Regions from separate parts of the Ovis aries genome. Here region 1 is linked to region 2. A link is a contact called in public Hi-C data. All regions are on one chromosome and are shown on one strand. Each heading gives the region's core, a stretch centred on a gene start, on an enhancer-like site or on the middle of the called end of the contact. The rest is flanking DNA. Distances are from core to core; before and after follow the strand shown.

Region 1 (6,632 bases), core at 1,864-4,363, 82 kb before region 2:
AATCAAAATACGAGCCTAACAGTTACCAGCCTTTAAAAAGCGAAGCAGATACAGGGGGTCCATAGGGATGTCCCAACCTGTTTTCAGGTGTGAAGTTCACCAGGAAAGGAGCTGTCCCTGACAGAATTACAAGTAAACCAGCAGCGCGCTGCAAACTGGAGATTCCCAAATACAGCTGGACCTTCTCTCCCTTGCCCCTGTGTGTGTGTACAAGGTCGCTCAGCTGTGTCTGACTCTTTGCAACCCCATGGCCTGCAGCCCACCAGGCAACTCTATCCATGGGGATTTCTCCAGGCAAGAATACTGGAGTGAGCTGTCATGCCCTCCTCCAGAGGATCTTCCCAACCCAGGGATCGAACACAGGTCTCCCTCATTGCAGGCAGATTCTTTACCACCTGAGTCACTAGGGAAGCCCCCTTAACAAAAACTCTTCGCTGTGGACACTGGACATGACCCTCCAAAGAAGTCTGGATTTTTATTCCCCATCCCCACCGAGCGTTGGTCCATATGCAAGAATCCAGGGTCCCAGAGGTTACATGAGCAGGAAAAACCCAGACAATGGGCTTCCATGGGAGCTGAAATTTCTGGTACAAGAGCAGCCCAGAATGAATGAGGTGGGCATTGGCGCCCTCTGGTGGAAGAGATTCCACTAGACAGCCTGAATCATTTCTCCCTGGAATTAACTCTATAAATAGACAGATGATTTATTAAACAGATTTGAGGCTCATTTGAGGCGCTGGGCCATGATTGCTTCAGGGCTCAAAGAAGGGAGTGCTTAGGACCCTGCCTCTTATGCAAGCACCTGGACTTACTTAGCGAGTCACTAGCATGATCTACATTACAAGTGCATCGGACTGTTGGCTCAGCCGCTCCCAGCCAGGAGATGCCAAATTCCTCATATATAAAAGGAGCTTTAGTAACTCAAGCAAAATAAGCACACTTTTCCCCTCACTGCCTTCCCAGAGACCCAGGCAGCAGGGTTTCTGGGAGGATACACAATACCTTGTTACAAACAATGTAATGTTTTAAAAAGTATCTATCTGACAGCCTTGGCTAAAGCCAGATCTTCTATCTCGATTACTTCAATATGTCACATCCCTATCGCACCCCGGCGTCCAGGCTTTCAGAGCCAAGGCTCCTCTGTCTTGTCCAACCTTCCCATCTGGAAGCAATGAGCTTAATATTCTGGCTCTCCCCCCATAAAAGCTATGTCACAAAAAGTAGCAGCCTGTGAACTGCTTTATCCCCCCAAGACAGAGTGGAGCTCATTCTATTCGGTTACATTTTAAGACCGTCCCCAGCCCCTCCCCTCCCCTGCTGCCCTGCGTCCCCAGAAGGCCTGTAACACTCAGCCCAGGACCAGGAGGACAGAAATGAATTGACAATCATTTACACTTTAATCTCACTTTTGACATTTTGAGGGTCGCAGCTTAAAATACAGCAAGGGCTTAGGGACTCCCTCTGGACAGAAGTGTTTGCCGAAGAAGCAGCCTCGTTTGCCAGCAGCCTACTGTTTCTGGTGGCCCGATGGGGACCCACCTTTGGAGTCTGCCCTGCACTCCTCTCCACTCATGCTGGCTCCTCAAGCATCACCTGGAAAGCTCTGCATGGCTTTGTTTGGTAGTTCAGGGTGATGATGACGTTTCCTCTGATGCGTGCTTTCTTTACACATTGATTCAGTTCCTCCTTGAATTTTGGTTGAATACCTGGCAGGTTCCTTTCGCTTTGCTCCCTGTTATGCTGCAAGGCCAGATGGGGTCCTGGCCTGAACAGAAGGTGAACCCCAAATTCAGAGCAATCAGAACAGTGGTGCTCAAAGCACAAGGCAGATCCGGGGGCGTAACTGTTAAGCGTGCCATTTCCTGGCCACAGCCTAGACCTGTTGAATGAGAATCCTTGGGAGCAAGGAAGGCTCAAAGAGCTACACATTTAACAGCGTCCCCATGTAACTTCGACATGCACGACAACACGGAGACTCACTGAGTGAAGACAGGTGGGACAGCAGATGATGAAGTGTAAAAATTGAGAAGTCACGTGACCTGAAGGGAGCCCTTCAGTCTCTGCCTGCAAATGTTATCATGCTCTGCACATCCTTTGGTCCCAGGGCTCTGAAAGATGAGTGCTAGTGGAAACTGCCCTGCAGCTGAGCTCCAAGGACTTTGGCTACTTGACCGTTCTCCTTCAGTTGGAAGCTCCTGGGGTGAGAGGCCAGCCTTCCTCCGTGGAGCCCCTGGGGAGAGAGGGCTTTGAAAGGGAGGCTCATTCAAGCTCCTTGTTTCACAGGGAGGACACCAAGCCCAGGAAGGGAAGTAGGCTGCCCAAGGTCCCACATCCTCTCCAAACAAATGTGTGTAGGCTAAGGAGACATCAAGATGTGGGTATACGCCAATGCCATGTTTGCAAAGGCCCGTGCTCTCCAACTTCTGCCGGCAGTGACGTTCATTCACTTTCACCAAAGGCTTTTCAGACACGCTTGTCTGAGAGCCGTTCCACCAGCAGGGCCTCGAGTAGCCCAGCATCGACAAGCCACATGCACAAAGCTTGCCTCCTGAAGCACTCGCTGCCTTGCTGCACTGGAGTTAACCTTTTTTTTTTTTTTTTGGCAAATTAGTCCTTGACCTGGGAACAGTTAAACGAAACTGTAGGCACATCAAGAAGAGGTTATTTGTGTTCTGCCTTTTTTTAGACCGAGCCTCTGATGTGTTTATTTGGAGGCTTGGCTCACACTCACTATCCCACTACTTACAGTTAATCCTGTGTTTTCTTTGAGCTACCTTTAAATCCATGTCGAATGAAAAATACTGCCTGATTTTGAAGTACGTGGTATTATAAAAAGAATCCCAAGGTTTATGATCTCAAATTTATTGTCAAATGTATTTACTTCTCATTTTTCTTCTTCTTTTTTTTTTTTTCTCACAAACTCACTTCAGCCTAGACATTTTTAATATGAGTCATGAGCGAGCAAGGGTGGAAGATGCCAGATCGTGTTTCTTGGGAGACCCTTCATCCTACAAAGGAGATTCCCACAGAGAGCACTCCTCAGCCACAGCCTCTTGAAGAGCAAGGTGGTTACAGAGGGCAACAGCCACATCTGAGTCACCTCTGTGTCCTCCGTACCTGACAGGGAGTTTGGCACATGGGGCCACTGGATTGATTGCTTTGAAAAAGTGTGGGAAACAAGTGCCTCTGTTCTGACTGGCTTTTACAGGGTTTTTAAAGAGCTGAAATGTTTTTCTGTTATTTTCTTTTATGTCCATGAGACAAAGGGACTTACTCTCAGGAAAAAAAAAGAAAAAGGTGTCCCTGCCTTTTAAATCAATTCTGTAGTTAGTTAAATATTCTGGAAATAACTAAAATGTTCACCTGCCTCTGATGTTGGCTTTCAACTAGTTATTACAAAGCAAGATCCAGGAAAAATTAAACTTGGTTTTTATAATAATTGTTTTAACTTAAAATAAGCCTTTCAGTAAGAATTGTTCTTTACCATCAATTTTAGGGCTCTGGCTTGGTTGACTTTTAGACCTGTAGGGTCCTCTGTGAGACACGAGGGTTTCCCCATGACCTCACAAAGGCAGCAGAAAATGAGGTTTCTTGGTGGGTAACTGTGAACCAGGTAGCTAAGGCAATTCCATGGACAGAGGAACCTGGTAGGCTAGAGTCCATGGGGTCTCAAAAGAGTTGGACACAACTTAGGGACTAATCGACAAGGACAATGACAAATATGAATCAGGGAGCAAGAGGTTGCAATAGCAACCCCAGGGCTGGTATTCTTTTCTTAGCGGGCAGCTTCCCATCATCTCTGAAGGGCTGTGGGTAGAACGCAGGACGAGGCTGAAGGGGAAAAGAGAGGACACTTCCTGGCAGATACAGGTGGGGAGGGAAAAGAGAATCCAGTACCTCTCACCCTCCTTCTCCTGTCACTCCCGTCACCACACTAACTCGAGATAATGTGAAGAGACACCAAATGCTTTTACATGCTGTAAGATGGCGCTTGCTCTGCTCTCAATTTGGGTTGCTTCTAACTCATACCCTCTTTCTTTTTAAGATCTTTTCGATGACTTTTTTAAAGTCTTTATTGAATTTGTTGCAATATTGCTTCTGTTTTATGGGCCTTTTGTTTTTGTTTTTTGGCTACAAGGAATATGTGATCTTAGCTTCCCAACCAGGGATTAAACCCACCCCAGTGCATTAAAAGACCGAGTCTTCATCACTGGACCCTCAGGGAAGCCCCTAATTCATATCTTGCAGCTGCCAATTCACCCTATGTTGGAGAAGCATGTTGGCAGATCTTAGTGGATCCCTCAAAGTCTGGCTAGATCCTCTACCATATTGCTGGGCATTAGGTCTAACAGGTCCATCTGGTTCTGCATTTGTTTCCTGGTGGGTTAGACTCGCCTCCCAACCAGACTATACCCAACCCCCAGAACCTGAACCTCTGTTCACTAATGCAGCATAAACCCAAGAGAGTGCCCGTTAGCCTGGGCATGTCCCTTGTCTTCTGAGAGAATGCTCTTCAGATCTCTCTAGGCAGGAGATGACCCAGGTACCTCTGGAAGATTTAAACTGGCTTTAGAAACCTGCAGAGCCCCATCACTAGTTGAACTCTGAACCGGCCATAAATTTAGAATTAATGGTTAAAACCCACAAAGCTTCCTAAAAATGCTGCCAGACTGCATTAGGCAGATTGCTAATCACAAGGTAAATATTTTGCACATTTTATTCTATTTACCAAGACCCTGCCTTTGGGGACTGTGGTATTTCAGATGACTCCACTCCTGCAGGGTTAAATCGACTCCATTTGGGTTCACTCTAAACAAAATCGCATTCCAGCCTTGCAGCCTCCGACCAGCACACGCAGAGCCCTCAGCACGCCCCATGCACCTTTCACATCTGAACCGTCCATCAGACATTAATGTGACGGAGCCATCACCTGACAAGTTCATTTTGCCATTAATATCCTGGAATAAGAACATCAAATATATACATCCTGAGATTTAATCTGTAAACAGAGCCCTGAGCATCTGGGAGAAGGAGGTGTGTTTACGCTTCACTAGTGCTACTTCCACAGAGCGAGACGGGTCTGCCTTTGGCACGAACCAGAGTCGTTTTCTCCATGGTCGGGGTGTGAAGTCTCAGATGACGTTCTGACCTGCCATCTGCACAGTTGGGTGCAGTTGTGTTGGGTTAGTGTTTATCTTTGGCCACCTCTGTAGGGGAAGCCACGGGAAAGATTCTCTCCCCTTCTTCCAGGAAATGATAAAAGTCCAGGGTCTGAGGAGTTCTCTGAGGTCCCAGGATTCCAGACCCTATTGTCAGCAGCTATCTCTTCAAAGTGGAAGGTCCAAAAGTAAATTCAAGAAGAGTTTGGTTATCGTTTCCGAAGCATCAAAATATGCAAGAGATGTTGACACTTAGAGTCACCCGAAGCAAATCATTTCCAGCTTCATCTTTTCTTCCCACTCCAGCCCCTCAAAGAGTGACAGCTCCTGTCTCCCCCTGAGTCTGTGATTATGCATTCAGGATTAGGAGAGACATGAGAAAGGAAATCAGGCTCTTGTTTACTAAAAAACAAAACAATCAAAAATAAAATAACAGAGAAGCAGAAGAGGATGACAACAGAGAGCAAAGAAGGAAGAAAAGAGACTGTTTGAAATAAGGGTAAAACACTGTCCTAGGAGCTAATTTGGAACAGATTCCCTTCCCTTAAAAAACGACTCAAACTGGCAGCCACAGTTGCATCCCACTCTTGGGAGTGTTTTGCTTGGCCCCATCAGGATTGGCCTGGGGAGGTCCTTTGAAACAGAGGCATACCTTTGGCTCTGAGAAACTTACTATTTCTACAGATTTGCCCTTGAACACCCAGAGGTAGACACGGTTAGGCCTGGGGAAGATATTAACTCTCAGTGGCTCTGCAGTGCCCCTGCTTAAACCATGGCGTCTCCTGGAGGGATCCAGTGCAGAGTCACGTGAGTGTGAGATTATTCATCGTTGCTACTTCTGCTCCTGCTTGCCCACTGCCATAGATGCACTGATGGTCCAAGCCCTTCCCAGCTTCCCAGGTATCCCGGGTGGTAAAGAGCCTGCCTGCCAATGCTGGAGATGTGGGTTCAATCCCTGGGTTGGGAAGATCCCCTGGAGAAGGGAATGGCAACTCACTCCAGTATTCTTGCCTGGAGAATCCTATGGACAGAGGAATGGAGGGGGCTACAATCCATGGGATCCCAAAGAGTCAGACACACAACTGAAGCAACCTAGCATGCATCCCGACTGCCAAGCTCCATCACATCCACATACACAAACACACATACACACACATTCTCACCATCCACTATGGCAGCAAGAGGTTGCAGCTGAATGGTAGGCAGTCTGCACTGAATAATATGTGTTCTCCTATTTGCCATGGTCCTGAAGGCACTGGACTTTGTCAATGGTCCTGATTATCTTTTAAGATTTTTTGATAGAGACCATTTTTAAAGTCTTTATTGAATTTATTACAACTTATTTGGGGTTTTTGGTCACGAGGTATATGGGATCTTTGCTCTCCGACAAGAAAGAGAACCCACAGCCCACTGTGTTGGAAGGCAAAGTCTTAACCACTGGACCACCAGGGAAGTCCCGATCTACTTTGTTTC
Region 2 (6,926 bases), core at 2,919-5,418:
TATTCTTGCCTGGAGAATCCCATGGACAGAGGAGCCTGGCGGGCTACAGTCCATAGGGTCCCATAGGGCTGAAGTGACTTAGCATGCATGCACACACCATTTAATTGATATGAAGAATTTCATGGAAGGAAATGAATGTCTAGTCATTTGGACATATTGCTATTTATCTGGTGAGAATGAAGTCATGGACCCTAATTTAGTGACTTGTTCAGAGTATAGTTCTCCCCTCCTGCACTGATACTTTCACAACTTCTCAAGAGTTGAAAGTTACTACTCTAGTCTTCATTAAAAAGGCCGATAATAATTTGTCGGAAACAACATTTGATATTTGAAGAAATAACCTGATGCACACAAAAGCAAGAACGAAAACTCCGGAGGAATGAAATATATATACATGAACAAAAAAACAGGCTCTGAAAGCAAGCATGAATATTATTGTTAAAAAAGGAGGGGCACAGCTGCTCTGTAAGAGTTTTTAGGAAAAGCCATCCCAGCCTAGTCCACTAGAGTCATCTAGACCATCTTGTCTGAATGTTTGGGAAAAGGTACCTTTTCTCACGTGGATTTTACCTGCAAAACTCAAGCTGCTTGGGAGAAGCCCTTAGGCAGAAGACGTGTTACAATGGCGCCACCTGCTGGATACTGTCTGAAACCTTTTTTTAATCTCGTCTTTCTCCCACTCAAAACTTCTCAATGATTCCCTACTGCGGACGGAAAACGAATCTTAAATCCCTGGCATTGAACGCCATTTCTAATCTCACATAAATTTATTTTCATGTCTCGTGTCCTGATAGCCCCTTGCATGGGTACTGTAGTGACACTTCTCAGGATAAATTCAGATATCCTAACTCCTCATTCACAAGCCCAAGATTAATTCAATGTGTAAAACAGAGGAGCAGTCTGGCAGAATAAAGCCGCAAGGTACGAGGTGCCCACATTATGTGGGACACCCCAATGCTCCTAACAACTGAAGACTGAGTTTAAACAGGAGAAAAGTTAGCAATAGAAAAACAGGTGAAGGACACGAATACGCACACAAAATACACATTAAAGTAAATATCAGAAAGCAGATGGATAAATTCACAAATGATAAAAAATCCAAATGAAAGTTAAGCAATATGATGTTTGTCCATCAAGCTTAAAATGACTGTTTTTATTTTTTTTATTTTTATTTTTCCAGGATGGGGAACACGTGTATACCAGTGGCGGATTCATGTTGATGTATGGCAAAACCAATACAATATTGTAAAGTAATTAACCTCCAATGAAAATAAATAAATTTATATTTTAAAAAATCAATCAATAAATAAAACGATTGTTTTTAAAATGATGCTGTGCTGAATTGTGAAGGTCTAGAAAATAAATCATCGCCTTTAGGCTTTTGCCAGACAGTACTTCTGAAAGGCAATTTGTAAATGTTCCTCGCAGGCCTTACAATATGAATGAGTACACTTTAGTCCAGAAATTCTATATTAAAAATGATCTTTAGGCTATTATCACAGTTTCGTCCTAGGATATATTCCACTAAAATGATGGCTATCATGGCAGCGTTAATTGCAACAGATAAAAGTTTGAAAAACTTACATGGCAAACCATAGGAGATTTGTTATATTCATGTGATAAATTTAAATAATCACTGCCATTAATATTGTGATAAAATTGTTTATTATAAGTGTATTATTCATATATTATTTAGTGCAAAGTAGAATACTGAAGATAACATATTCTGTTGGATTCTACTTTTGTTTTTAAAATATGTGTATAAAACAGTAATCGCATAATAATACTCTAAAATATGAATGATTATTAGTAATAAAACTAAAATGAATAAATAATGATGATGATGATCCAGGTGGCAGAAACCTGAGTACCCTTTTTTCCCCCAAAATTTCAAAATGAATTGTTAAGAAAGAAAATGATAGAAACCGAATGAAAGCAGGATTCATATTAGGTTGGATCTGTGCATAGTTTGACTAAATTCAGCTTGTCATAATTTTTGGTTTTGGTTAGTGTCTACTACAGTTTGGTATCTCTGGGATGCCTACTAATTTCTTCTCTATCAGGTCCAACGTGGGTGAGGGTATGGAGAAATGGTGCCTGAACAATGCCAGATAAAAACTGTAACTGAACAAAGTGTTCCATAAAGAATCTTACCCACCTCTATCAGGAGCCATAAAAATGCTACATGCTGCAGCTCTATAATCCCATGATAAATATCCCATCCAAATGGCATATTGCCCATAAAAGAGGAAAACTATTCTTGCTCAAAATGTTTATTACTGAGAGCATTAATACTGAAATGTTTGAAAACAATTTCAATATCCAATAATAGACAGATGGTTAAGTGAGTCCTAGGGTATGCATTCAATGAAATTTTCAGTAGCCATTAAAATAATTCTTTTGAAAATTGCATAGCAGGATTTTATGTCCAAGGCATAAACGTGAAGTGAAAAAATAAGTATCATAAGACATATGTGGCTTCTTGTGACTTTGAGTATACAAAAATAAGTCTGCACAGCAGGAAAGAAAATGTGGAAAGGAAGGGAGAACAAGTAAAATTGTCTTTTATTTCACGGTTTTTATTAGAAATAAAAGTAATCTACATCCTTTTTAGATTTTAAGTCTCTGTCCAGGATGTGAAGATGGAATGCAAAATCCACAGTGGTCCAGTATGATGGAAGCTGGGAGAATCTGAAGGTGTGATGAATAGCAGAAGTACTTCGTCTCCACAAACAGCTTGCTAGGCAAGTCTGCTCATGGAAAACTCCATGACTATGATGGCTTTCTCCATGTGTCTGCTGGGGGGAAAAAGAAAAAAGCAACTTTTTAGCTCTGATGTTTCAGAGAAACATATAGGGCTCTGACCTTCTACCCCACACTCTATTTAACTCAGTGAGTAGAGGTTTTACAACGGGAACTTGGATCTTCAGTTTATATAACTTAATCCCTTGGTAATTTTCTCTTACAGAGACACCCTATTCTGTCGAGCAGTAGACCAACTAAGTGACCTGGAGCACATGGATCCAAACAAGGGAAGAGAGATTTAAAGAAAGAGACAAATTGGCCTTTAATTGAAGGAAGAATGAGCCAGCTCAGTGCAGCCTTCTCTGAAATAGCAGGTCCTCTAAAGACATGCTTCTGCTCTCAAAGAGGTTGGCCTGGCAACTCGCTTACACACTCCACTTGGGGAAACTTCTTTTCAGCACCAGCCAAAATGCCGATCCAGGTTCTTTTTGCCTAGCAGCCTTGAAAGCTTGCACACATTTAGAGAAAATACTTTCAAATGACTCCGGAGTTCTGCTTTATGTTTTCTGTTCCTTTGAACTTATTACCTCTTTACAATGTCTTGGACTATTAGTTTGGGAACATTTAAAGTTAATGACTATATGGAAAGTAAAACAACACTTTGATGTAGCCCAAGTCATTCATTTCTCTCTTTCATACACAGGAGGTTATAGAAGGCTGGGTGATGCCAGATCAAGTCATTTCAGGAATAAATAACTTATTTGGGGGTCTATATGGATGGTTGTCCAGGGGAAAAAAAATGGATGGATCAGCTCTGGAGTGTCTAAAGGAACTGGAGCTATGATTAATGAGGGTCAACTTTAAAACCCGAGCACACACAGATAGGATTATTTCACACAGAGAGCGGAGTCTGTCTGACCCAGGCTACCTCAACATAGTCCCCTGAGGTACGTCGTTCACAAATCTTGTTAGTTTCAGGGATGCACTGAAGGCAAAAAGAGATACAGAGAAGATCTCCTTTGGCCATAAGCAGACAGTACTTCTAAAAGTACCATGCGAATGCAACGATGATGGCCATTAGAGGAAATTGGCAAGTGCTTCTAGAAAGTCAAGGTTGAAGCGTTCTGCTAGGGTATCTTTCACTTAAGCACATCATGCTCTTCCAAATAATAGTCATGGCTAGCACATTTTTTGGTTGGCTCGCTCCTTATTTCTTTAGGTAAGAGCTTGAGAGTTAGCTACTGGATGGATTTCTCTGTGATATGTAAGAGGCTTAGAAGTGGAGCCAGGAAATCAGAGGGAGAGGGAGACCTGCTTATACTAGGTGTCTTAGATAGGGCCCCAGTCTGAGTTCATTGAGGGATATACAGACCCGCTTCACACAAAATTGCCTTATCTCTGTGAATAAACAGCAAAGGTCAGTAGACCAGGGACAGAGTCTCTGAAACATGCGAGACCCAAAGGTTATTCAGCAGAAAACCTAGAACACCGTTCCTTCTTCCCCTTGACAAAGCAGCTAAACATGTACTTATGTTTCTTAACAATTGTGTTAGGGTGTGTATGAAGAACATGGGTGCCTTCTCTCATAGAGTTTACATTATTAAAGGGCCCAGTTATTATATTAAGCATTGAGAAGAATAGACAGCCTTGCATTCATTATTCAGTCATTGAGCAAATATTTGCTGAGCGTCTACTGCATGGTTAAGACTGATCTAGACATGGAGATTCAATGAGGGAAACACAGATAAGGTTCTTGTGAAATTTTTGTTCTAGTGGGAGGAGATAGACCATATAAGTAGTAACAAATTGAAGATGATTTTAATTCTTCCGCAGCGATGGAGAAACTAGAGCAGACAGGTCTGATTGAGGGCAAGTGAAGGTGCGTGTCCCAGGGGGCACATTGGTAAAGAATCTGCCTGCCGATTTAGGAGACACAAGAGACTTGGGTTTGATCCTTGAGTTGGAAAGATGCCCTGGAGAAGGAAATGGCAACCCACTCCTATATTCTTGCCTGGAACATTCCGTGGACAGAGGAGCTTGGTGGGCTATAGTCCATGGGGTAGTAAAGAGTCGGATACAACTGAACAAACAAGCGTTGAAATTGAAAGTGAAGTCGCTCCGTTGTGTCCAACTCTTTGCAACCCCGTGGACTGTAGCCCACCAGGCTCCTCCGTCCATGGGATTTTCCAGGCAAGAGTACTGGAGTGGGGTGCCATTTCCTTCTCCAGGGGATCTTCCCAACCCAGAGATTGAAACCAGGCCTCCCACATTGTAGACAGCGGGTATTTGAGGTAATTTTATTTGAGGGTAACAGAAAGCCACTGGAGAGATCAAGAGTAACATAGTTTATGTTTCAAGACATCACATGCCTGCTCTGCACAGAATGGATGGTAGAAGGGAAACGGTAGAAGGGAGATGAATTCGGAGGGTATCACGATGCTTCAGGACTAGACATTCATGATGCTCTGGAATAAATGCTACTAGTGACCTGGGCAGAGTCTGGATACATTAGGCAGTGGAGCTGCAGAACTCCATGGAGAATCAGGTAGTGGTGCCACGTCCTGAGATAGGAGAGGACGGGAAGGAACTGGCTGGGAAATAGTAACATATTTTTGGGAGAATGAGAATTGTGTGACCTCTGGGTTCAAGTGGTTGAGAAGAGTTTCCTAGAAGAAATGAGTCTGAACTGGACCTCTAAGAATGGGTAGAGTTTGAATATGCATTTAAGGATGAGCTGTTGAGATTGATTTTACAGTGCTACCTGAAAATTTTTCATTACTTCATCAATTATTCATTAGTGGTGGATTTTTTTTTTTTTTTGCCACACCAAGTGTACTTTTATGTAATGTTTTCCTCCAATTAAATCTTCTAATTTTTTTCTTAAAGTAATATTTTTTAAAAATAAACATTATACCAAGGAGTTGATGGGATGGATCTCTGTAAACCCTGGATTGAATTGTTTGAACTCCATCAGCTACTCAATTCTGAAAATCAGTGCTGGGTAACTTTATTAGCATTCCCTTCCCTAAACCAAATATTCTGTTTAACTATCTTCATTTTTCCCAATTGATTGTATTCCCTTGATAGAGAGAGGAAAAAACAATTTTTGTCTGCTTTGCTATTGTTCACGGGAGCTGTAGGACAGACCCATGTGGGTTTCATCAGTGCAGTCTGCATTCTCATTAGACTTGGAGCCAGGGACGAGTAAGCACCAGCAAGCCTGTTGAACCAGTAATTCTATGTGGAGCATCTCCTGGTCTAGATGTCTGGGTTTCAACCTCTTGATTCCACTCTGTAGAGAGTGGAATGGTGACTCCCCAGTATATATACTCACCTGTAGCCTGTCAATATGACCTTTTTTGTAAAAAGAGTCTTCCAAAAAGAATACATTAGAATCAGTTCTAATGAGGTGGATGAAACTGGAGCCAATTATGCAGAGTGAAGTAAGCCAGAAAGAAAAACACCAATACAGTATACTAACACATATATATGGAATTTAGAAAGATGGTAATGATAACCCTGTATGCAAGACAGCAAAAGATACATAGATGTATAGAACAGACTTTTAGACTCTGTGGGAGAGGGAGAGGGTGGGATGATTTGGGAGAATGGCATTGAAACATGTAGGGTTACCGAATCGCCAGTCTAGGTTCGATGCAGGATATAGGATGCTTGGGGCTGGTGCACTGGGATGACCCAGAGGGATGGTAAGCGGAGGGAGGTGGGAGGGGAGTTCAGGAGTGGGAACTTATGGACACCCATGGCGGATTCACGTTGATGTATGGCAAAACCAATACAGTATAGTAAAGTTAAAAAAAAATCAATCAATAAAAATGAAATGGCAGTGAAAAAAAAAAAAAAAGAGTCTTCCAGATGTGATTAAATTCAGGATCTCAAGAGGAGATCATCCTGGATCATATGGATGGGCCTTCATCCAAAGACAAGTGTCCTTATAAGAAGAGGAGAAGTCACAAACAAAAAAGTTCACGTGGAGACAGATGCAGAGGTTGGACTCTGATTGCCACAAACCAGGAATTGCCCAGAGCCATCAGAAGCCACCCAGAAGCAGGAAGAAGCAAGGAAGGATTCTCGCATAGATTCTCTGAAGGGAGCATGGCCCTGCTGACACCTCGGTTTTGAACTTCTGGCCTCTAAAACTGGGAGGCAAAGTTTCTTCTGTT

Evidence for each region. A called contact is a pair of places that touch in the nucleus more often than the background predicts.
Region 1: a Hi-C map of liver shows a contact between it and region 2, with 4 times the contacts expected there. The contact joins two enhancer-like sites. A contact is called at or near these places in 5 of 16 Hi-C or Micro-C datasets (liver, omental adipose tissue, skin fibroblasts and 1 more).

What each region holds. Positions count from the first base shown.
Region 1 is chr3:26,504,027-26,510,658 of ARS-UI_Ramb_v3.0, reverse strand. No RefSeq gene overlaps it. Among named protein-coding and RNA genes, the nearest start is that of RDH14, 40 kb to the left of the region's middle. Within about 2 kb of position 3,113, at least 2 of the 54 cell types and tissues checked have an H3K27ac peak or open chromatin away from gene starts, as enhancers often do. A contact at or near this core is called in liver, where this site is marked.
Region 2 is chr3:26,422,788-26,429,713 of ARS-UI_Ramb_v3.0, reverse strand. No RefSeq gene overlaps it. Among named protein-coding and RNA genes, the nearest start is that of RDH14, 120 kb to the left of the region's middle. Within about 2 kb of position 4,168, at least 1 of the 54 cell types and tissues checked has an H3K27ac peak or open chromatin away from gene starts, as enhancers often do. A contact at or near this core is called in liver, where this site is marked.